Regions from separate parts of the Mus musculus genome. Here regions 1, 2, 3 and 5 are each linked to region 4. A link is a contact called in public Hi-C and HiChIP or PLAC-seq data. All regions are on one chromosome and are shown on one strand. Each heading gives the region's core, a stretch centred on a gene start, on an enhancer-like site or on the middle of the called end of the contact. The rest is flanking DNA. Distances are from core to core; before and after follow the strand shown.

What was found. A called contact is a pair of places that touch in the nucleus more often than the background predicts. HiChIP or PLAC-seq counts read pairs in DNA pulled down with a chosen protein or histone mark.
Region 1: a Hi-C map of pre-B cells shows a contact between it and region 4, with 2.6 times the contacts expected there. The contact joins two enhancer-like sites. A contact is called at or near these places in 1 of 15 datasets of contacts at CTCF or cohesin (large pre-B cells), 1 of 484 Hi-C or Micro-C datasets (pre-B cells) and 2 of 115 datasets of contacts at active chromatin or transcription factors (T-cell acute lymphoblastic leukemia and large pre-B cells).
Region 2: an H3K27ac HiChIP or PLAC-seq map of large pre-B cells shows a contact between it and region 4, with 2.6 times the contacts expected there. The contact joins two enhancer-like sites. A contact is called at or near these places in 2 of 39 promoter capture datasets (maxillary cranial neural crest and pre-B cells) and 1 of 115 datasets of contacts at active chromatin or transcription factors (large pre-B cells).
Region 3: an H3K27ac HiChIP or PLAC-seq map of large pre-B cells shows a contact between it and region 4, with 3 times the contacts expected there. The contact joins two enhancer-like sites.
Region 5: a contact with region 4 is called in a Hi-C map of pre-B cells, with 2.2 times the contacts expected there. The contact joins the promoter of 2610307P16Rik here to the enhancer-like site in region 4. A contact is called at or near these places in 1 of 39 promoter capture datasets (cranial neural crest), 1 of 484 Hi-C or Micro-C datasets (pre-B cells) and 1 of 115 datasets of contacts at active chromatin or transcription factors (large pre-B cells).

The regions. Positions count from the first base shown.
Region 1 is chr13:28,754,121-28,759,099 of GRCm38.p6, forward strand. All of the region lies in intron 3 of 2610307P16Rik (RIKEN cDNA 2610307P16 gene), which reads right to left. Among named protein-coding and RNA genes, the nearest start is that of Mir6368, 46 kb to the left of the region's middle. Within about 2 kb of position 3,516, at least 286 of the 459 cell types and tissues checked have an H3K27ac peak or open chromatin away from gene starts, as enhancers often do. A contact at or near this core is called in pre-B cells, where this site is marked.
Region 2 is chr13:28,991,070-28,995,972 of GRCm38.p6, forward strand. No RefSeq gene overlaps it. Among named protein-coding and RNA genes, the nearest start is that of A330102I10Rik, 23 kb to the right of the region's middle. Within about 2 kb of position 1,307, at least 38 of the 459 cell types and tissues checked have an H3K27ac peak or open chromatin away from gene starts, as enhancers often do. A contact at or near this core is called in pre-B cells, where this site is marked.
Region 3 is chr13:28,792,370-28,796,967 of GRCm38.p6, forward strand. All of the region lies in intron 2 of 2610307P16Rik (RIKEN cDNA 2610307P16 gene), which reads right to left. Among named protein-coding and RNA genes, the nearest start is that of Mir6368, 84 kb to the left of the region's middle. Within about 2 kb of position 1,397, at least 30 of the 459 cell types and tissues checked have an H3K27ac peak or open chromatin away from gene starts, as enhancers often do.
Region 4 is chr13:29,736,298-29,740,657 of GRCm38.p6, forward strand. All of the region lies in intron 5 of Cdkal1 (CDK5 regulatory subunit associated protein 1-like 1), which reads right to left. Among named protein-coding and RNA genes, the nearest start is that of Cdkal1, 120 kb to the right of the region's middle. Within about 2 kb of position 1,849, at least 46 of the 459 cell types and tissues checked have an H3K27ac peak or open chromatin away from gene starts, as enhancers often do. A contact at or near this core is called in pre-B cells, where this site is marked.
Region 5 is chr13:28,883,325-28,887,628 of GRCm38.p6, forward strand. It overlaps 2610307P16Rik (RIKEN cDNA 2610307P16 gene), which reads right to left and starts at 2,098. Exons shown (of 8, transcript NR_045054.1): 1 at 1,820-2,098; 2 at 1-253.

The DNA.
Region 1 (4,979 bases), core at 2,266-4,765, 980 kb before region 4:
ATGTCGTATTCAAGAGAAAGCTGCTTTCTAGGTAGCACATTTTTGGTTAAAAAAAAACAAAACTAAAAAACAGCGATTTTAATTTGCCATAGTATATTTTATAGACATCTCTGAACAATTAAAAGCATGTATTGAGAACTGAAATTGCTCCTGCCTGGTTGCAATTTTTACTGCCAAATATGGGGTCCACAAGAAGCACTTAACTTTAAAGGTGACCTCTGCTTTCTGGTGATGAGTCATCGTCAAGTAAGCGTCACGGATAGTCTCCTGGGCAGTGAACAGTAGATATTTGGCAGTGGACAACTGAAGGAGATGGAGGAACAAGAAACCAGAAAAAAAGCAGAAGCATAATGGGAGTAGGGAAAAGGGAACTTCCTCTGAATCCAAGAAAAAGAAGAGCTGAGCGCTTCAGCAAAAGACGGAAATAAGTATTTAAAATGAAAGGCAGGGATGAGCTGGAGGCTCAAACCTGTTATCCTTTGTGTGGGAGGCAAAAACACAACTGTCATGAATTCAGGGCCAACCAGGGCTACATAGTAAGTTCCAGGGTAGCCTACATGGCAGAATAAGAACATTACATCATTATGAACAAAACTAACTCTAGTTGCTGGGTATGGTGGTACACACTTGTAATTACATACGAGGTGGATACAGGATAATCAGGAGTTCAAGGTCAGCCTCAGATACATGGTGAGTTCAGGGCCAGTCTGAGCTACCTAAAATCCTGTCTCAAAGAAAACTAAAAACAGGAGTAGGATTCACCACATTAAAGTAGAACTGGGAGAGTTCTCCTAGACTGAAAGTCTTATAGACACGAACAAACATAAAACAGTAATTCTTGAAGATTTAAAAAGTCTTTTAAGATTTGTCATGTGTATGTCTGTCTGTGTCTGTGTGTCTGTAATTGTGCCTATGTGTGCATGCTGTATATGTGTGTCTGTGTATGCGTGTCTGTGTCTATGTATAAATGTTATGTGTGCGTGTATCTACATATCATATGTGTGGGAGGTGACCACAGAGGACAAAAGAGGGTGTTGGGTCCCCTGGAAGAGCCACTTTCCACCCACTAAGGTTGTTGAATTCTCACACTCATTGAACCACGTCAGAAAGTAAAGTAGACAAGAGAGTCATTCCTCACTACCTCATTATATTTTAATAACGGTTACATGTTAGAAAGGGGGGAAAATAGGTGTTTGCTCACTGTGGAAAAGCTAAGGAGAGGGATCATGAAAAGAAAACACTTGTATGTGCCCGTGGCCTGCATTCAGCTACTGATCATATCCAGGTTCACATAAACGTACATGCTTTGCAGAGATAATGTTGCACATGCAGGCTCCCGTTTTCAATTATGCTTTCCAATCTAAATTTACAATGCTGCCTACCAAGGAAAGCAAGATCTCAGTGTTTAACATTTCCTCATAGACTTTCCACTTCCATACCTCTCTCTGTTGATAGAAGATAGAAATGTTGACCTTTTATATTAAACATGCTTTCTACATAGAGATTTCATGTGTGCATCAATAAATTAGAAACAAGTTTGCTCTACCTTGTTTCAATGCCTTTGGGTTGTTTGTTTGTTTGTTTTTTGAGAGTCTTATCTAGCCTGTGCTGTCCTCAAAGTCTGTATAATGTAGCTAAGGCTGCCCTTCGACTTCTGATCTTGGTGCCTCTACTGTGAAAGTGTTGGGATGACAGGAACGTGCCACGATACTGGGCCAAAGTGTATCTTTTAAGGTACCCACAAAATGCAGTGCACACACTGTGAAATTAATCACTGAAGTGACAGCTCTGGTCTGGAGAGAGAGAACTCAGCTGGTTAAGTGCTTTCTATGCAAACATGAAGACCTGAGTTCTATCCCAACTCACAAGAACAAAGCCAGGCATGGTGACAGGCCTCTGGAATTCTAGTGGCCAGGAAAAGGAGACAGGAGGATCCCTAGAGCTGGCTCTCCAGCTAATCTTGCTGAAGCAATGAGCTCCAGTTCACTGTCCCATGTTCAGTGGAACCACTACCTCAAAAATAAAGTGGAGGGGACTGCAGAGTAAAGAGACTGCCCTGGGGCTAAGAGCACGCAATGTGCCTGCAGAGACTGAGTTTTGTTCCCAGCACCTATGTCTGGTAGTTCATAAGTGCCTAACGACCACTCCAGGGAATCTGACATCTCTGGCCTCTGTGAGCACTGCACTTAAGAATACAAACTCATGCTCATGCATACACATCTATACATAATATAAAATAAATAAAAATGAATATTAAATCTAAAAAGTAATAATAATTAAAGAAGACACCAATAATAACCAGTCTCTGGCCTGTATGTACACTCGCATACACATGACCCCATACACATGCATACACACCATATACCACACACACAAAACAATAACAATAATAAGTAACCTCTATTACTAATAAGTAATGTAGACCAGAGTTGGAAGAGCCTGTGTTTAGCATACACAAGGCCCTGGGTTCTCCAAAAACAAAAACAAATAAATGTTATTAATTGGCCTTTTAAGTTCTACCATCCCAGGGCCCCAGACTCTGTGTCATGCTTTCATGCAAGAGCGTGAGAGTTACTTTGCTTCCTACAATACAGCTGAGGATGCTTTCTCGAGTTGTTCAAGCAAATACAAGCCACACATGGGGTATTAACAGAAAGAAAATATTGAAGGGGGATAACAGAACTGGTTAACCATGCCCTAAGGCCTCTACCACTAGTGAATTTTAGAGACATCTTAACTCACTACTCATAAATGTCCCTGAAAAAAAAAATATTCTCTCACGTTAAGTGGAGGAAGAGACACAGGTCAGGTTTAATAGAAGGCCAAGGGAAAGGGTCAACGCAAGAGCAAGAGTTCACAGTAAAGCCAGAGCAGAGGGGGGCCAGGCACAGCCTTTCGGATCTCAGACAAGACAGGGGAAGCCCTTCCCTCTGCAGCCTTCTCCTTTGCATCCGCCCTCACCTTCAGGTCTGAAGTAAACCTGAGCCAGGAGCCTCCTGGTGCAAGCAACCCTCTCAGAACTTAACAGTCTCAGGTTTTAAGCAACTCTTAGAGCCTCAAGGTCAGCTAGGGTACACACACACACACACACACACACACAAAGAGGAAAATAGGTCGGGAAACAAGAAAAAAGGAAACAAGTCACTTGGCAAACCAACCTCCACGGAGAATTAGCTTCTGAAAATCTTCTGAGCAAACAATTCACACCATAAAACAGCTGCTGCTTGCCATCTGCGGGTCCTAATCAACACACGCACATACACACACACACACACACACACACACACACACACACACACACATATATACTTCTGCCCAGTGGTACCCTGGCTCCTAGCTATTTCCTGTCCCCTTCAACCTCCTAAGCAATTCTTGGTCAAAAAAACGAAGTCACAAACTTACAGGCACTGACAGTGTTTTCCTAGGGTAGATTCTGTCCAAGACGTTATGACAGTAACAGAAAAAGAGCAAGCAGGCCTTCAAGTCCTGACGTCTGCTCACCACTTTCAAAAACTGGCTCCTGACCTTATTCTCACTTGGGTCCTTCAGGTCCAGTCGGTGAACTCTGGACCTTTACTGGACCAGATCAAATCATTTCTAGAACCACTGTACCACATTTTATTTAGTCTTTCTGTTCCTCTCCCCCAGCCTCAAACGAATGACTCTGTGCCAAAAAAAAAAAAGCGGGAGGGGGGAGAGAAAGAAAAAGTTGCTGTTTGAGAGAGTATCAGCATGCTTGATTCATGCCAAAGTTTACAGCATAGTTCTATCCTGAGCCACAGCGAGGATGGGCCGTTGTGGGGGAGGGAAATGGAGCCAGGCAGCTGTTTTTTCAATAAACTCTAGCAGAATCCCGCCCACTTCCTGCACTGGCTTCAGGGACCCCAGCAGAGAGGAGGAGGAGGCAGCCAGCGAGATCTTCCTCCTCCAAGACTCAGGCTACTGCCTCCCTGGCTCGGACCCTCCTGATCCACCCCTGAACCTCAGGAGGGCAGCCAGAGGGTTTGTCCCAGCTCCTTTGGATGTTTATTTCTGGTCTCCAACTCCCAGGAGAGTTTCACCTCCTCTCTCCCTAATCTTAGCCCTCCCCACGCTCCACCCTCCCCCGCCCGTGTATCCTAGCTCTGAGGCACACCAGGCATGACTGCAAAAGCAGGGAAGGGAAGGGAGTGCGTTTCTCATCCCACACCTTCCAAGAATATGCTGGCCTTCCCTCTCTGCAGCTGTGGTCATCAGTCCCTCGGCTCCTCAAGCCAGCCTTTCCTCAGGCAAAGCCTCTGAGTTCAGTTTCTTTTCTGGAGTGGGAAGGGAGGGCAGGAACATGAGAAGGCACGGAAAAGCTGCTGCGCCCACCAAGACCAAGCAAGCGGCTCAGTCAGCCCTAAAGCTTTAATTTGTTAACTTAGAAACCCCTGGGGCATTGCAATCAAAGGAGGGCTCCACCCAGCAACACCTCTGATTACTTTTTTCCCTTCTAGTGGGCAAGTAAAGAAGAGGGGAAATTAGGACAACCGTGTGCAAAACAGAACTACTCCATAACACGGACTTGGCTCTCACAAGGTCCAGATTACGGACTCAACACCTCCATGCCTGTCCAAATGGAAAGAGAAAATACTCAGGGTGCAACCTAGATCCAGCTGCCCAGACAGCCTGCCAACCAGAGCATCAGTAAACCCCAAATTGCTGCTCAGGCCCCAGATGGCTTTTTCATTCCTTCTTTCTTTTTAAAGTTCTTTAGGGTTTTCTAGTTCATACTGGTAAACTGACTCTTTCATATCCTGGTTTTAATATGCGCGAATCAATAAGCAACAAACCCTTGGTGTGAAAGGGTCTGGTATAAGCATAGAAGTTTATACACAGTGACTGTGCAAGAAAATCAATCTTTCTTTTAAAAAGTCTCAGATCTTTCATAAATGACTCAACAGTAACCAAAGAATGAAAATGATTATGTCATAGTTCTGTTAATGATTGAAATATAA
Region 2 (4,903 bases), core at 57-2,556, 750 kb before region 4:
GCCTCTGCCTGCTCGGATTAAAGGTGTATGCCACCATTGCCTAGCAAAATCAATCTTTAAAATAAATAAATAAGTAAACAAATAAATACCTTCTACAGTAACCGCTGTCTCATTGAGCTTTAAACTTCTGGAAAGTTACTCCTTCGTGTAATTTTAGGAGCCCTGGAGTTTATATTGAGTTTCAAGAGAGAATAACTAATATAGAACAATTCTATGTGCTTTCATTTCCCTGTAGCCCAATGCGTACACTGTGTGTGCTTCTTTTTGCTGTAGCCGTCACTACAGTGATAGACAACATCTGTTTTCATGGTAGCTTTCGGTATTCCCAATTCAGAGAGAAATGTTATCATGTAAAATAGTGGACTCTCATACTTGAGAGATGGAAAACTTACCAGAAACCGAGAGAGAACTGATAGCAACAGGACAGGTTTCAATCTGAAGTTCCGGTGTGCTCTGAACTCTACAGAATCAGAGAGATTTTTAAGAAGAGCTTGTGCTTGTATGTACTGGTCACAGGAGTGTAGTGTGTTAGTAGGGGTGCTTGCAGGGGTGTGGGTAAGAGTGCACGGTTGCTCGATCTGCCAAGGTGGAGTCTTTGAGCAGCTTTAGAAAATGAAAGCATTCTCAAAAGGACCACACTGGAGTTTAGAAGATGGTAGACAGCTGCGCTGGTCAGAATGGAGAGTCCCAACAGTCAGGAGTCGCAGACTCAGGAAAGGACTCAGTGCAACCCGGCCAGCTCTGTCCCATCAACCATGCTGAAAGATACTTCTTTTACTTCAGGGTGGTTGCTGGGTCGGGGAAACCAGAGTGATACGAACAGAGGCCAGCTAGGAGCAGATGGGTCAGAAAGAACCAAAGGAAGACCTGTTCAGATCCTCACGACGAGAATCTACCCAGGGCAGAAAGAATCATACCCAGCACAGATTTCCCAGGCACTCTGATGGAGAAAAAAACAGAGTCTAACCACATATAGTTCAGGACCACTTGAAGGAGGAGGGACAGGAGGAGGGGAAGGAAGGGGAAATGTAGGAAGAGGGAGGAGGAGGAGGAAATGGGGGCATTTCTATTCACAACAAACAGCAAAAGCTGTCTACTTCACTTGAAGTGGGCAGATAAACCCATCCATTCATTGCAAGCTTCACACAGAAGTTTTTATTGTTTATAAATAATTACAGCTCCCTTTCATGTCCCCGCATTCTGGGTCTGAGGAGAAAAGAGAACTGGGCCTGTTAACCTTTACCAACAACTAAGAAGCATTTATGGCCAGCCAGGTGCATATCCTGTATCTAATCTCTGCTTGCGTCGCCTGCCTTACTGCAGCTGCAGCAGTTGGAGGGAGGTGGAGTCATTAAATACTAAGGAAATGTTTATGCTAGTACTGTCCCAAGCTAGAGCAGTAAGAACATTTTACTAACTGTTTGCTGTGTGGAAAGAGTCCCAGAAAATCCATGCATACCAGGATCCTGGCGTCAAGGGCACACTGAAGAGACCCACTCGAAGATCCAATGGGGAACTTGGGACCCTTATCAGTCTGTGTTTGTTTTAGCACTGTGACCATTGCAGAAGCTTTTAAGTGCCTTTTTGTGCATCCCCCCCCCCCCCCCCCAGCTCCCTGTGACTGTGAGCAGGAGACTCAGAGGCAAAGCACAATCATTTGAAAATTTCCCCATCTGAAAAAACAAAGAACAACATTTTTTTTTTTTTTAATCTGTGGCGAAGAAGATTGCGAAGGTGATCAATGAAATCCGGGGTCAGGCGCAGTGAGTGCGAGCCCAGTTCTGGGACTTACTGGACGCTTGAGTGGGACGAGGCCCCTGAGCTCCAGCGTCTTTATTGGTACTGTGGGAAGACTCTTCCAACATTGCTCCCAGTTTTCCTAACTATACTTACCGACTGCACACCATCTCCTGAGAGAAAGGGTCAGCGGTGCGTCTGCCCCCTGTACAGGACGTGAGGTATCCTTCATATGGTCTACTACACAAAGAGCAGCAAAGTGACTCCTGTCACATGTCACAGAGTTCATTCAGTCTTTGCTCTTTTCTGCTCAAGCTTTTCTTCCTTCAGCTCCTCCTCTTCCTCCCCCTCCTCCCCCTCCTCCCCCTCCTCCCCCTCCTCCCCCTCCTCCCCCTCCTCCCCCTCCTCCCCCTCCTCCCCCTCCTCCCCCTCCTCCCCCTCCTCCTCCTCCTCCTCCTCCTCCTCCTCCTCCCCCTCCTCCTCCCCGTAAAGATTTATTTATGTAATTAATATGCGTACAATGTACCTGTCTTCAGACACACCAGAAGAGGGCGTCAGATCTCATTACAGATGATTGTGAGCCACCATGTGGTTGCTGGGAATTGAACTCAAGACCTCTGGATGAGCAGTCAGTGCTCTTAACCGCTGAGCCATCTCTCCAGCCTGGCATATCACCTTTTAATGAAGATATTCATCCCTTTCTATTTTTTATTTTCCTTATTTCATTCAGTTGTCTCAATGTTCTAGCTAAGACTTCAAGAACTGTATTAAATAGGTTTGGAAGAGAATGGATAGCCTTGTCTTGTTCCTAATTTTAGTGTAATGCCTTAAGTTTCTCTCCATTTAGGCGGAGGTTGGCTGTAGGCTTGCTGTAAATTATGTCTTTATGATGTTGAGGGATATCCCTTGTATCCCTAGTTTCTCCAGGATGTTTATCATGAAGGGTGTTAGATTTTGACAAAGTCCTTTTCTCTATCTAATGAGATGATAATGGAGATTTTGTGTTGCAGTCTGTTTGTTTGGTAGATTATATTTATTGACTCATGTATATTGAAACCATCCCTGATATCTGGAATGAAGTCTACTTGATAATGGTAGATGTTTGATGTGCTATTGGATTCAGTTCGCACGTATTTTATTGAGAATTTTTATCTATGTTCATAATAGAAATTGATGTGTAATTCTCTCTGTTTATATGGTTCAGGTATTAGGGTAAACATAGCCTCATAAAAATATTTGGGCAATGTTCCTTCTGTTTTTATTTTGTGGAATAATTTGAGGAATATCAGGGTTAATTCTTTGAAAATCTGGTAGAACTCTGCACTAAAGCCATCTGACCCTGAATTTTTTGTTTTGTTTTGTTTGGTAGTCTTTTAATTAGCAATTCCATTTCACTGGGATTAATAGGTTTATTTAGGTTGTTTATCTGATTTGGAGTTAACGTTGGTAAGTAGTATATATTAACAAAATTATCCGTTTATTTTAGACTTTCTAATTTGATGTAGTCAAGTTTTTAAAGGGTGTCCTTATGTTCTCTAGATTTCCTTGGTATGTGTTGTTATGTCCTCCCTTTTTTCTCTAATTTTGTTAATTTAGATCTTCTCCCTCTGCCTTTTAGTGAACTTGGATAAAGGTTTGTTAGTCTTATTGATTTTCTCATAAAACCAACGCTTTATTTCCTTGATTATTCTTTGTTGTTTTAGCCTATCTACCTACCTACCTACCTACCTACCTACCTACCTACCTACCTACTTATCTATCTATCTATCTATCTATCTATCTATCTATCTATCTATCTATCTAGTTTGGTTTTTTGAGACAGAGTTTCTCTGTATAGCCCTTGCTGTCCTGGAACTCACTCTGTAGACCAGGCTGGCCTTGAACTCAGAAAGCCACCTGGCTCTGCCTCCCAAGTGCTGGGATTAAAGGCATTTGCCACCACTGACTGGCTTTTGTTTATACTTTATTGATTGGTTTTTGTCATCTATTCCTTTTGTTTGCAATTTCTTCTTTTTGCTTTCGAGCTTTCAGGTATGCTAGCTTACTAGCATGAGATCTCTCCTTATTTATTTATTGTCGGCCCTTAGTACTACTAACTTTCCCCTTAGAACAGACCTTCTTGTGTCCCATGCATTTTGGTATGTTGTATGTTCCTTTTCATTCAATTTTACAAGCCTGGCTTGACCTTTTGAAACCTGAAAGCCCACCCTCAGTGACACCCTTCTTCCAACAAGGCCATACCACCCAACCTTTCTCAATCAGTGCCATTCCCTGATACTAAGCATTCAAATATATGAGCCTGTGGGGGCCATTCTTACTCAGTGCACCCACCATGATCTCTTCATAGATTTTTTTTCCCCCATTAAGGAGTATATAATGTCTTTCCCTATCTTTTCTGATTAGTTTTGGTTTGAAGTCTATTTTGTTAGGTACTAAAATGGCTTCTATCTTAGGTTCATTTGTTTGAAATATCTTTTTCCATCCTTCTACACTGAGACAATGTTTATCCTTGATATTAAGTTGTGTTTATTGGATGCAGCAGAAGGATGGATTCTGTTTTTGACAGTTTGTCAGTCTATGTCTTTATAATGGGAAATTAAGACCTTGGATATTGAGAGATACCAATGAGCAGTCTTTGTTGATTCCTGTTATTTTGTTGTTGTCCTCTACCCCCTTTGATTTCTTGGTCTGATATTATTTATTCTTTGTGTTTTCTTGGATATGATTAACATCTTCAGACTGACTTTTTCCTTCCTTAGGGCTGTATTTCTAGACAGCTATTGCTTACATTTGGTTTTTATCATAGATTGTCTTTATCCATCTATTGTGATTGAAAGCTTTGCTGGGTGTAGTAGGCTAGGTTTGCATATGGTCTCTAAGAATTTGTAGAACATCTGTTCAGGCCCTTCCTGACTTTAGAGTTTTGGTTGAGAAGTCAGGTGTTATTCTAATAGGTCTGCCTTTATATGCAGTACTTTGTATTTTTCCTTTGCAGCTTTTAGCATTAGTTGATGATGATAATAATGATGATCTGCGTGTTTAGTGTTTTGATTATGAGTTATGGGAGTTTCTTTTTTGGCCCAATCTGTTTGGTGTTCTGTATATTTCTTATACATTTATAGGCATGCCTTTAGAATAGGAAACTTTTCTATTATGATTGTAAAAA
Region 3 (4,598 bases), core at 147-2,646, 940 kb before region 4:
AGGCTAGCTCTACTGCCCCAGCACTGCAGATTACAAGCGTGTACCACCATGTCTAGCATACTTATGGAAGTTGTAGTGACTGAACTCAGGCATTTCCACTCCACAGTAAGTACTTTATTATCTGAGCTGTCCTCATAGCCTTTATCCATACCTTGAATGCTTTCGATACTCGAGAATGCTCTCCTAATTTGCCTGTGGCCCCCTTGTTCTTCGAAGGAACAAGGTTGTCTTGCCTCCTGCTTTTCTCTCCTTACCATACACCAGGCAATCAGCCAAAGCTTCTTGAATGAATGAGTGAGCGAAACCAATGATCACGAGCCATGGCATTTGAAAGCGAGCTTTGGAACCAGCCAACCGTGTGCTAAGGTGATTTTCCTTCGGAGGTTCCAAAGGCTTCTTAAGCAATTCCGCTAATTAAAAGGAGAAAATTGACTTGAATGTGGGGAAAGCAATAAATACGAAAGAGTCGCCTCATGTTGCACTTAGTATGTTCAGAAATAACACTTAATCAAATATGACCCAGCAATGAAAATATGTAGGATAAGATTTTGGTCTACACATCTCAGAGTTCCATAGTTAGAGGTTACTATGGCCTAGGCTCACGTGCACAGAGTTTGGTTTCCCTTTGCTTATGTAAAGCTGTTGTGTTTCAGAGTATCCCAGAATGCAGCAGTGAGGGGTTTCTTCTAGGTGAGCTTCAGTAAAGATACTCTCAGTCCTGCATTGATGGTCAAGAGCTCAGGGCACAGCAATAGCCACCTCCCACCCCCACCACCCCCCATGACAATCACCCCTGACCACAGAGCTCAGGGCACAGCAACAGCAACCTCCCACCCCCACCCACATGACAACCACCCTTGGCCACATGCAAGCCTCTCTGTTCACCCATGAATGTGTTCCTCACAAACATTTTATACATGCCACAAGGTGGAAACACATGAGAAGTAACCAGAATACCGGAGTGAGTGAGTCTTCTACTCTGCAGCTGGGCCCGTGCACAGAAGTGCCACCCCTCCCCCAGTAACAGATGGGCAAAATAATCAAAGCCTGCTGTAATATAAAACCAGAAAGAAAGAAAGAAAGAAAGAAAGAAAGAAAGAAAGAAAGAAAGAAAGGAAGGAAGAAAGAAACCCAGATACAATCCAAGAGACAGAAAGACAACTAACAGGCCTAAAATTGGAGTATTCTGCATGAGTAGTTTATTTATTGTGGGAAAAATACGTATTATTCAACCTGGTCTCAGAATGTCTCTTGGGGACTGAGGTGGTCTTCATTTAGGAAAATCTCTCTATGAGCTGTTTGAGGGCAAGGGGAGGCAAGAGAGAAGGAAGACAACCTTTATGGGCCAGCCTCTTATAATGGTATGAAAATTTGAGAACAAAGGGGGTTGGGATGAGAGAGAAAAAGAGCAGGCAATTTGCAAAGCCACGTCTGGGGATGAAAAATAGCCCTGCTAGCCAAGAATAGCGGGATGTTTACTCTGCCATTTAAAATTATTCTTAGTCCTGGGATTTTCACTCTTGACAAATGTGGGTAAAATCTCCACACCCATAATCTGTTGTGTGATTTCGACTCTTTTATCCAGATTGCAGAAAGTCTGTGTTTGAGTGGGCACAGCACCGAGAGCAGGGGCTAGAGGAAGAAATAAGACACACAGAGGAAGAAAGGGGCACAAAAGGAGACCTGGTCAGCAAACCCTGGGAAGACAAAGAATTCTTCACAGAGGATAGTAGAATTTTACATACATCCAAAAATGTATGAAATCAACATGTAAGGAAACCTGGGCAAGATCCTAGAGGTCAGCAGCTGCACTCCGAGGTACAGTGTACATGGAATGTGAATACAGAGGTGTTATGCACGCATGAAGACACGTGTGGCGTATCATAAAACATGTCTGTATCATAAAAATGAGGGGCTCCTGAGCTCTGGGAACCCGCTTTGCAGGATCTGTCCCCTTAGATCCTTTTCTTTGGGTATGGTCACAAATCCACCAGACCCTGACCTAGATAATAAAGAAACAGGGGCTGATAGTTAAGTGGTAGAGAGCCTGCTTAGCAGATACAAATTCTGGGTTCATGGCTTAGTGCCACAAAATAATTTTTTAATTTGATTAATTGTATATAATAATTGTATACATACTTTTGTCAGAGATGTCGTATTTTCATAAAGCTACAAATTAATCATAAAGAAGCTCTCTTACGTATAAAATATGCAGACAGGAATGTCTCATGTAATTACAAAATTGTTCTTCCCAATCTGTGTATCTGGGCTGTTTTTTCCTGTCCTTAGAGCTGCACTGACTATTCTCAGTATTAACTGTTATTCTGTGTTTAATGGGTGGCATGTGGCTGGTGGTTGGGTAAGCACAGGGCCACAGTTTCCTATATAGACCACGATCCTAAGTTACATCCTATATCCGTCACACACTTGAGACTGCAAAGGCTGGGGTCCTTTATAAGAATACTGGATATCTGCTCATCAAGTTGCTTATTTTAGTTTTAGTGTGGGCTGGTGGCTTTCTTCCTGAGATTTGAAATGATGGGACAAATGAATTGAGATGCTTACCTAGAAGAAAATTACAGTGTTTGTGCAACTCTTGACCAGAGCACCTTACTTGTTAATATGTGTACTACTAAAATTCCCTTTACAAAAAACAGAACTTTTGTTAAATGACTCTAATGCCTGATCCCATTAAATTCAACCACAGCTGATGGTGTCAAAAGCTGGCAGGGAAATGGTTAAGATCTCTACTTCTGTCCTTAATTATATTTAAATTAATTTTAGCATGCAGACTGAGTATGCTCACAGAGCTATGGAATAATCCACTGTTCTAAGAACCACTAATTCCTAATTGACGTAGTAGCTTATAATTGTATTTTCATAGTGTTTAGTAAAAACATTCAGCTTGTTAAAAAAAAAAAATTAAAGGCCCATAATATGAAACTTATGATCAAAGAAATCAGCTGAGATCTATTTGCAACACATTTTTTCCTTTCTGAAAAGGGGTGGGGGTGGGGCACTCATCGTCTTATTTGGGTAACACAAAGGCAATTTTTAAAGCTCGGGTACATGTGCAAAGTTGTACAAAAGAACAAAGCCTAGTCTTTGTGGCAACACGTTCCTTCTCAGGAAATACATCTCACTAGATAGGCTCAGGATCCTAGCACTTTGAAAATGTGTCTTATATCCCTGCATTGTACTAAATCTAGAACACCCGCCCGCCCGCACAAATGGAAGCTATCTTTGAAAGCAAAAGAAATAAATTACTTTCCGCAACAAAAAATAATAAAGAGAACTGTAGAACACAGTTACATTGAAAATAGTAGCCATGGGCAAGAAAAACGAGGAGACAGAAAGGGCCTCATTAAAAATTCAGAGGATATTGGAAAAGGCAAATTCGGTCTGCTCACCTCCAGCAAAAATGCTGAAGGATATTTGATGAGTATAACACACAAAACAATGCCCCTATGAAACTTAAAAGTTGACATATTCTGGTATCCTGAGTGTAAAGATAAAATCCACTTATTGTATGTAATATAAGCTTCATGTGGATCAGTGAACACAGATCACTAAAGGAAACAAACTATGGGTTAAGCAGATGCTCAAAGCCACAGGTCTGGTGACCAACAGCCAAATGGTAGTAACATACACCATCTCTGTGTATGCCACATTCCTGAGTGGCCTTCACAACTGTAAGACACCCCTAAAACTACCCCATCAACACAGATAATAATCAGAGGCCCTGAAAGTTCTTCTGGTCCAGTCCTGAAGAGGCAGCTTGATCACACCTAATCAAAAAGTCCAAGTAACTTCAGATTCAGAAACTTCTCAAACATCAACATGACACTGCAAATGGGAAACTCCCTACTTGCGGAATGAGGGATGGTCAAAGAGGTAGGTACACAAACAGTATTGTAAAAATCATTTCAGGCAGCTGGACACTGGTGGCTCACACCTTTAATCCCAGCACTTGGGAGGCAGAGGGAGGCGGTTTCTGAGTTCGAGGCCAGCCTGGTCTACACAGTGAGTTCCAGGGCAGCCAGGGCTACACATAGAAACCCTGTCTGGAAACAATAACTTATTATTATTACTATTATTATCATCATCATCATCATCATCATTATTATTATTATATTTCAGGCTACATGTACAATGTACATATAAAATATGAGTGAATTTCATATTGTTGGACTTGTGTCCCATCTCCAAATATCTCATAATGTATATGTTCATAAATGTTTCAAAGTCTGAAAACGTCATTGTGTGAAACATTTGTGGTCCCCATGCTTTTCAAACGAGGGATGCTGGGCTTGGTGTTCTTGCCCGCCCTTGGCTTTCTCTAACTCCTGAACACACTGCTCTCTTCCTAACTCCCCATCCCCCACCCCTCAGCTTTCACCTCTGTGCCACCATGCAAGGCAGTCTCTCCTGTATGACAGTTCCCTATTGTATTTTATCCTAAATGGACCCAGAATAAAGGAATGCTTGCGTTACAGAATACAACCTCACAAGCATTGGAGCTGCTCTGTATAGGACACTGAAAACAGAATGTTAAATACTGTGAGGTACGGTAGTACCTACCCATAATCCTGACACTT
Region 4 (4,360 bases), core at 599-3,098:
AAAATTTTTAATTTAAATTTTCAAAAAAAGTTAAACTGGAGAGGTTGAAATGGCATCTGTTTCCATTTTGTCTCATTAGAACCAGAGCAAAGGGACAGATGGGATGTTGTGTCAATTAACAGGGTCTTGATACAGAGATTTTTCCCAACATCTTCCTTTAAAAAAAAAAAAAAAAAAAAAAGCCATCTCAGAGCAGGGGGAAAATGAGCAAAGTTTCTAGCCAACACTTTCTAAACAGGAACGGCCAAACACTGTCCTGAGATCAACAACAGCTCACTCTGCAGCATATTCCACTGAGGACCCAAATCCAGTCAATGTCTCCTGAACATGAAGTAGCTGACTCCCAGCAATGTCAGATGCAGGCAGCCTTTTCTTCCGTAGATAAGCAAAGACTTGGGGAAAGAGAGGGGACTTTTTTAAAAGAAAAAAAGGAACTTTTTAAAGTAATAAACTCCAAAATAAAAAATTAAAACAAAAAGTCCAATGTTCAGTCTCAACAGTATCAAAAGCTCTGACAACCGAGAGGGAAGGTGGCCACTGGCTGCTTCGAGTTTCCGAAGGAAGGAGAAGTCATCGGTGAGCAGCCATGGAACTGCTGTTTGGAGGAAACAGTGAGGCCTGAGAGAGAAGCACCATGACAATGTACGTTAGATCATTTGAGACAGGACAGTAGGCAACTGTAAGTAGACATTTTAAAGGTTACCCTTATACTATTTTACATATTAAAATCATAGGCCAGTGGATAATATCATTATGGGACTATATGAGACTGGGTTGGATTTTTAACCCAGAGCTCTTTTAGAACGTACATTTTCATAGATGTGGCAGAAAACCATAAGATTTTTAAAAGCATGTTTGTTATTCAAATTCCATATATCTACTGAGTATCTCCTCTTTTAAAAATACACTTGTTAGGTTGGAGCTGGAGCTGGGGCTGGGGCTGGGGCTGGGGCTGGGGCTAGGGCTGGGGCTCCATAGTCGAGTACTTTCCTGGTAAGCAAAGGGCCCTGGGGTCACCCCTCTACAAACAGAAAACTTCAGATAAGAAATGCCAACTCTAGGATCATCCTTCCATGTGTGAGGAGTGCTTGCTTATCCTTAACTGCAGAACACACATGTAACACATATGTAACAGCCATAGCCTTGCTATGGTGTCCAACAGAGCCATCTCCATCTCTACCCTTCAGCCCAACACCAGTGTTAGTCATTTTTTAATTACTTCTAGCAAGTTCCAAAACCTTTGAGGGGCCACATACCTCACAGGCTACCACAGTAGCTAAGCAGATAGGTAGGTGCACAATGGCAGCGGTTACCGTACTGCCAAATGCTGCACGTATCCCTTTTCAATGCTGTAGATAAGAATAAGCTATCCTCAGATGCTTATGTTAACAGTGGCAAAAGTGCTCTTCAGTTGCAGAGCAGGAACTTTAAAGGGAATTTGTTTCCTTAAGTCAAATACCCAGTAGCCAACTACTCCAGAGTTCTGTGCTACAGGATGAATGGTTTGCAAAACCAAAACAGATCTCAACAGCCACATAGCCAAGGAAGCAACCACAACTCAGGGCCACTCATCAGACTGCTAAGGAACAAAGTCCTAGCAGGTGGCCATCCTCTGCTCCAAATTCAGCCATCCTGCACATGACATTATCTTCACGATTTGTATGCGGTCGTTTTGTATAATGTAACCCCTGGTATCCAATTTTCAAAATTAAGACAAAACTGTCTTTAATGACAGGCAAACCACAAGAGGAAACATCAATGATAAAAATAAGTCTGCTCAGAGCTCAGTGAAAAGGGCCCCTCCCAAGTCCCAGAGGTACCTGCCAAGCCTTACCCCACCCTCACCTCAGTATTTGTTCAGTGAAGCAGTGCTGTGCCTGGAACAAATCCCGAGGCCTAGTCAAACACCAGGTGGTACACCAGTGTCATTTTTTAAGTAACAGATGGCTCAAACTTTTCTTGTTTATGACATACAGCCAGGACTTACACAAGTGAAGCTGTCTTCCAAGTTCTTTATACAAGTAGCACAATTACTCATGTGACTCACCACTTCGAATCATAAAGACAGCAGCAGGTGGGACAGATGCAGGGCTCCTGGATTATTTATGACTTTGCATAACAGACAGAGAAACCATACACATGAACACAGATGGAGTCAAGTGCAGTCACATATTCAATGGTATTTCATTTCCTAGGTCATAAAGTCTGGAGGCCAAACCAAGTGAGCGCTTTGGTTTGAATAAATAAAAGTAAAATGTTACGAACCTAAGATGGAAGTAGGGAGAAGAGAGGTGTGTCCAGTGTCCTTCAAATCTGAAGGGCATTTTCACTAAAGGTTTAGGAATGGAAAGTAAGTCAAAGATTGCTGGGCCAGGAGTTTGCAAGGGACTTTCATTACCTGCATATCATTTCAGTTGTTATTAGGACCAGGTAATCTCACTGAGTTTAATTTATTAAACTGCATCACAGATTCCTTTATAGTAGAAATACACACTTGAGTACTGTGTGTGTGTGTGTGTGTGTGTGTGTGTTCAGTACCATGGTTTCAAGCATCAATTGCTCACTGTGTCTCTCTTAAAGCACAGGCATCAACTGGGGATTGGTGGGACAAACACCTCCCCCAAATTAGAGCTGTATATCAAATTCATCAAAAAATGAGGGGAAAGCTTGAAGCAAAGTAAAAGAAGTTACCCTAAGTGATTTTCTCCCTGTTTCTCTCTCTCCCTCACCATGTCCCCACTAAACAACACTACAGCCAGGGTCTATCTACCTCTATCAAAGGCTAGTAAAGGCCTGAGCATCTTTGGACAAAGCAGCAGAATTAAGGAATTGACAGGAAATGTGTGAGCTTTCCAACAGGGCCCATCGGTCTCAGCCTACTTCACTCTAAAGTGCCTGGCCCATGCTTTATCATGAACATGACTCTAGCATCACCTCAGCTTTCTCATCCCTGACAATCAAGCATACAATGATTGATGAGGCCTATGGGTAAGACCCGCTGCCCTTGGCAGAGTCACAGACAGGTTCAAATGTTTGGTGATGCCAGTACTGTTTCACCTGTAGCCACTACTGGGTCCACGATCCAGTTCTTCTATCAACCCATAAAGTTTGATTAGCAATACAGGTAGAAACAGAAAGCTGGTCCCAAACAGATTTGAGACCTGTTGTGCTACCAAAACATGCGGCCAAGTCAAGGAAAACCTAGAGGCTCCCACTTGAACACCTCCTGACTCCTCTAAAACTCATGGGATAGACTCAGATACCCCACACATGTTGGGTTTCCCTAACAACTGAATTACTACAGCTATTTTTCCTGGGTAAAATCCAAGTGCTTTTTGAGATGAACTTGTTCCTCTATGGTACTGTCCTGGTGCATTACTTCTCTAGCTGTCTAAACTGTCCTTCCTCCTTGTACAGATAATAATCCTCAGATAATAACACTGCAGGCCAAAGAACCAAAAGGAGCTGCTCCAGGAGGAGGAGCTGCACTACAGTGGGGGGCACGGTTCTTCACTAAACGTGTCCTCTGTGAAAACTTAGCTGATTATCATCTTATGCTAGACAAATTCACTCTGATCCACATCCTTATCCTAAAAGCTTGGGACAGAACTGTTGAAGTGGGCAAGTTTTTTAACTTCTGGAATATTACATAGACTTTTCCATCGGGGATTAGCACCCCTAATCTGCAAACCTGAAACCCAAATATTCTAAGATCTAAAACTTCTGAATGTCATATTAGAACTCAAAGTACTACTAATTTCAGATCAGTGTGATTTCCAAATAGGGCTATTCAACCTGTATGGGCTTTAAAATTGAAATTATGACTATACAAACATGCACTGCGTGACAGCAAACAAAATTAAATGCTATTAAGTACTCATTTGAAATGAGAAAAGAGCCAATTGTTTTAAATATCTGCTTCTGCTAAAGTGTACTGCACCAGCCCTAAGTTAATTGGTTCACACTTGAGGCCAGCTACCCAGCATGCCTTGTAATTATAAACACCAGGATCAGTGTTTCGCCAATTTCAGGAGCTTGACCATTTTGTATAACACTTATAGGAAAAATTAACACTTGGAAGAGGGCTGACTTTTAAATTTACAACTATTAATTACCATCCTTCCTTTTTTTCCCCTTTACCTAAGCACAGTGAAAAGCTATTGCAAGCTATGCACATTTTAATTGAATATAAATTGTTAGTTTCCTTTCATCCCTGTTTTCTGACCCATTTACTCCAAAATTCATATTCCTTGCTGCAAATTAATCAAATGACCAGCCTATGATGGGCACGGTGCTGTGTAAATTCAAACACCACCATTGGCCTCAGGGAACTGAACTATCTCATCCAAAATTCCATGGT
Region 5 (4,304 bases), core at 848-3,347, 850 kb before region 4:
TAGAGAATTCTCGGGCATCACACTCCAATAATCCACATAAGGAAAGCCTTGTCGAAAATCCCAGCAATTTAACTGAAGAAACTCTAAATGAAGAAGTTGATGCTACTTTGTCCAGTGCTAACTTGCAGCGGTCCTGGCATCTTCATGCTAGCGGCTGGTAGGTATATATCCAGTAAGAGAAATTCGAAGGCATTTCAGTAGAAGTACTCCTGCTAAGTGGGTGACATGACTCTTGGAGTCGCTGGTATGACACCTATACAATTAGAATGTATTAAGGTTAGTTGTCGGGACAGTCTATACACTCCCTCCCTAAAAGAATAACTGTCGTCTTAATTCCTTTCAGTCTTTGACATAAAGATTCAAAGCTCCCCGGCTCTGGCACCTTGCAGAATGCTAACTCTCAGAAGTTAATGCATTGTTTGGATGCTTCCTAGAGTCACCCGCAGTAGGATGAGTTCTGTGTTTGACTTGTCTTGTTAAAAAGTGTCTCCAGGAGCTTGAAGAACACCTCCAGCATTTGGAAACACAGAAGAGGGTGGAGAAGGTGATAAATTACCTTGGTATTTGGACGGAGCCCACAAACATACCTGAAGACCATGAGCCGGGTTTTGTGTTGCAGAATCAAGATAAAGTCATATTTAAAGGCATCCGACAGATAAAGCCAACCTCTGTCCTTTGGACCCTAACTTAGATCTCTAAGTTATCTTTTTTTGTTGTTGTTGTTTAATGAACGCAAGTGGCTGGTAGAGATAAACAACTTTTGGAACGAAGTAGAAAAACAGCAAAAGATAGTTCATATAAAGTGAAGATATTGACTTACTGAGCAAGAACCAATGCAGAAGCATTCCGAAGTTAGGGGACTTGGGAAACAAAGTTAGGAAGCCGCCCTTCACCGCTATCTGGAGGGAACCTCGCTGCTTCCCCGCTGAACAGAGACGAAAAGCCGCCGCTCTTTTGGGCGGGTGTGGCCGATAGAAACAAAAGGTTAAAACACAAAAGGCGGGGCGGAGGGCTAGGTCAGGGGAGCTCGGCAGGCTCGTGGTTCCCTTCCTATTCAGACTGGCTGAGATAGGCCCGGGGGTCGCCAACACCTAAGAGAGGATGGATCCCGACGAGGACAGCAATAGGTCATTCTGGGTGGGTCATTAAACTGAACCAAACCACGGAGGTGAGGGGAGCGGACTCTTAACTAATGGTCCAGGCCCCATCAGCTTCATCTGCGCAGCTCTTGACAGTCTGGAACCTGTGGCTTCCTCAACTGGACCCCAGCCCCCAAAAACTTCCCGGACTCCTATTAATTTGCTGGAACTCCCTTACCACCCAAACCCTGTCTACATTCTATTGTTGCACGCTTCGTGTCTCCAGAGCGCTCCAGAGACAGTGAAGTTTGAAAACGCGTGAGGAAATGACCCCCACCTCTGCATCTTTCTTTTTTTGTGACCAAAGTCAGAGCTTATGTGTGGGTGAGCCTGATCTAATTCCCATTCTTATCAGAACGTTTTCCTCCAATCTACACACAACCGGGGAAAAGCGAGGCAGTATCCAGTTTGGATGCCCTTCTTCTTAGCCCCTCACCACCCCTAAAGAAGAAGCACAAGAGATGAAGGCGTTTAAAATAAACAAAACAATCTGTGCGAGAGTTTAAAAGAACAAAAGAAAAGGAGAACCGGGAAAAGAGATACAATTAAAAAATAATAATAAAAGACAAGAAACAGAAAGAAACAGTCAAACTTGGCTGCTAGATCTATGACTTTGCCCTCGGAAGGGCTGGGAGCAGGGGGACCTGAGGGAAGCAGGACAAACAGGACAAGTCACTCACCTTCTCCCTCCACTTCGTCGCACTTTGAAGGGACATTGTTTCCATTGTTGCAGCCTGCGAGGCGCTAGGATACTTTTGCGCAGCCTGACAGCGGAGAAAGTCGCGTTGACAAAGTTGCGAGAAAGAGATACTCGGGCGTCCAGGGAGCTGGAGAAGGAGTTCATCAGAGTTTCCCCTTTTGTTCCAAGTCCCAGAGCAGACAAAGAGGCGGAGAGCCGCGGCAGGTTTCTCCCTCTCACCCCTTCCTCCTCTCTCCCTCCCCTCCCTCCCCGCCCCCTCCCTCTCCCCGCATCTCCCGCCCGACTCTAAGCCTTGGTGCGCAGCTCCGGCTGCTCTGTCCCCAAGACCAGCAACTCAGTCCCGACCCTCTCTCCTTCCATCTCCCCGAAAACTTTGCCCAGAAGATGCGGGTCTTGGTCCCTTCTCACACCCTTTGAACACCCAGCTTCCAGTCCGCGCTCTCACGCCCGGGGAAATCTCCAAACTCATTGTTTCCGGGAGATGCACCTCTTTGTTTGCACTTTCCCTGCCAATCAGGGAGAGGAGCGGTTCACTTTGGCAATGAGTTTCTGCCATTTCTCAGCATCCCAAGAGATGTAATATGAAGGAGCCAGTCAACCCTTTAAGGTAAGAGGTACAATCATAGGTAGGGCTCACAGATGCCTCTCCATCCATGACCCTCCATCCTATGTACCCTCTTCCAACCAACAGCCTGGAAGAATTCAAAGAAGTTCTAAGTGATGGAAAAGTCTCTTCTCCCTCCCTCATCAGTGCCCACACAGGACCCTAGGGGAAAACCCTCAAATCTGCATGGCAGAGGCCACTAAGTATCCCACAGGGACCTACACCTTGCCCTTGTAGGTTACCTGTTGCTGCTGGTACTATGCCACTCATGGGGGGTGGGGGGGGGCCTGAACAGAGACCACCGGCTCAAACCTCAGAGAACTTCCTCTTATCTCCAACTATATTAACAAGACTCTCAGGTTAACATGGCTCCTTCCCAAACCTACTGTTCCTTCCTAGTTCCCTTCCTTTCACAGCTACAGGGTCTTCCTCCTTCACTTCTAACTCCCCATCCTCTTCCCTCCCCCACCTTCTGGTCCTGGGCAAGCCAGGTGTCTTCCTTGTCTGGGAGTCTCTCAGTCTTTCTTAGAGCCTTCTGAAAATCATCCATCAGTTCCAGAACTGGGGTCCCCACTTTACACCGCAGCATTCAGCTCTCATCCCAACATGGTTTCCCCCCACCCCAGGAACTCAAAGCTGCACCAATTTCCTTTCTAGATCTCACCAGAATAGAAGAAAAGCAGGAAGGTGGGAGAAGGTAGAGGGACACGCAGCCTTTTATATTCAGTCTTCAGGGCAAAGGGGGTTTAAAAAAAAACACTCAAACATTCCAAAGCAAATATTCAACCTCCTGCTGGTGTCCACGCACCTTATATACTCTTTCTCCAAATCTAGACAGGGAAGACCCAATGAGTTGTTAAATGTGAGGGTAAAGAGATGGGGTGAAAGGGGGCATAGGGAGCTGTATTCCTGGCTAGGATTAAAGATGCGAAGAGGGGGTAGGAAGGGAACCTTGCTGGGTCTGGAATGTCATGGGTGTGGATCATAACAAGCACCCTTCCAGTGCTTGCCAAGTCTCTCCCCTAGGGGAGAACAAAGACTCTGTGAGAGGGCTTCCGTTCTGATCTCCTGGGGTCTGCACTGGGCCCAGTGTTCCTCTGTCAGACTGCCAGAGCGCGCACTCCGCTAGCTGTCTGAAACTTTGTAACCAACTTCCTCCGAATTAGCGCTCAAGGTTTGCTGGCCCAAAGAAACCTAGACAATAACATCCCAGAAACAGAGATGCGCTCTCCAAGGTCGGTCCTCCAACCTTGCTAGGTGCCGGTTCCCACCCGAATGCTGGACTGCCCTCTGCCAAAAGGCAAGCAGAGCACACTCAATCCATTAGTTCCTTTAAAAGCAGTTTCTTAAGTTGAGGACCCTGCTGGGTCTGGAATGTCGGGGGGGGGGGGGGGGGACAGAGTTAGGTAGAAGCAACTACTGGAAAATGTAGCAAAGTAATAAAGGATCCACAGGGAAGGGCAAGGACAATGGCTCAAGAGGCTCCAAGAGGGAGGACCAGGGAGCACTAGCAGGGCGCATACCCGCGCGGGTCCCGCCAAGATTGCACGGGTCCCGCAATCGCGCCTGGGATCCTGGCAACACGTGGCCACCAACTAGGGGTCCGCTGGGACCCTTACCTACTGGTGGCACCTACACAGTGTCCTGAAATTGCCCCTTATCTTGCGGAAGTTCAAAAGCCTCTTTTTAGGATAGGAATCTTGAATGCATCACAACCACAAAGAGGAAATATCCCCACCCACTTCTGTCTGGCACATTCTCCTCTTTGTTTAATTATGAGGATCTCCAGAATTTTGTTTTTAGGAGAAATGTACCCTCCCTCTGCAAATAAGCACTTCCTGCCCGCTCATCTTAAATATCT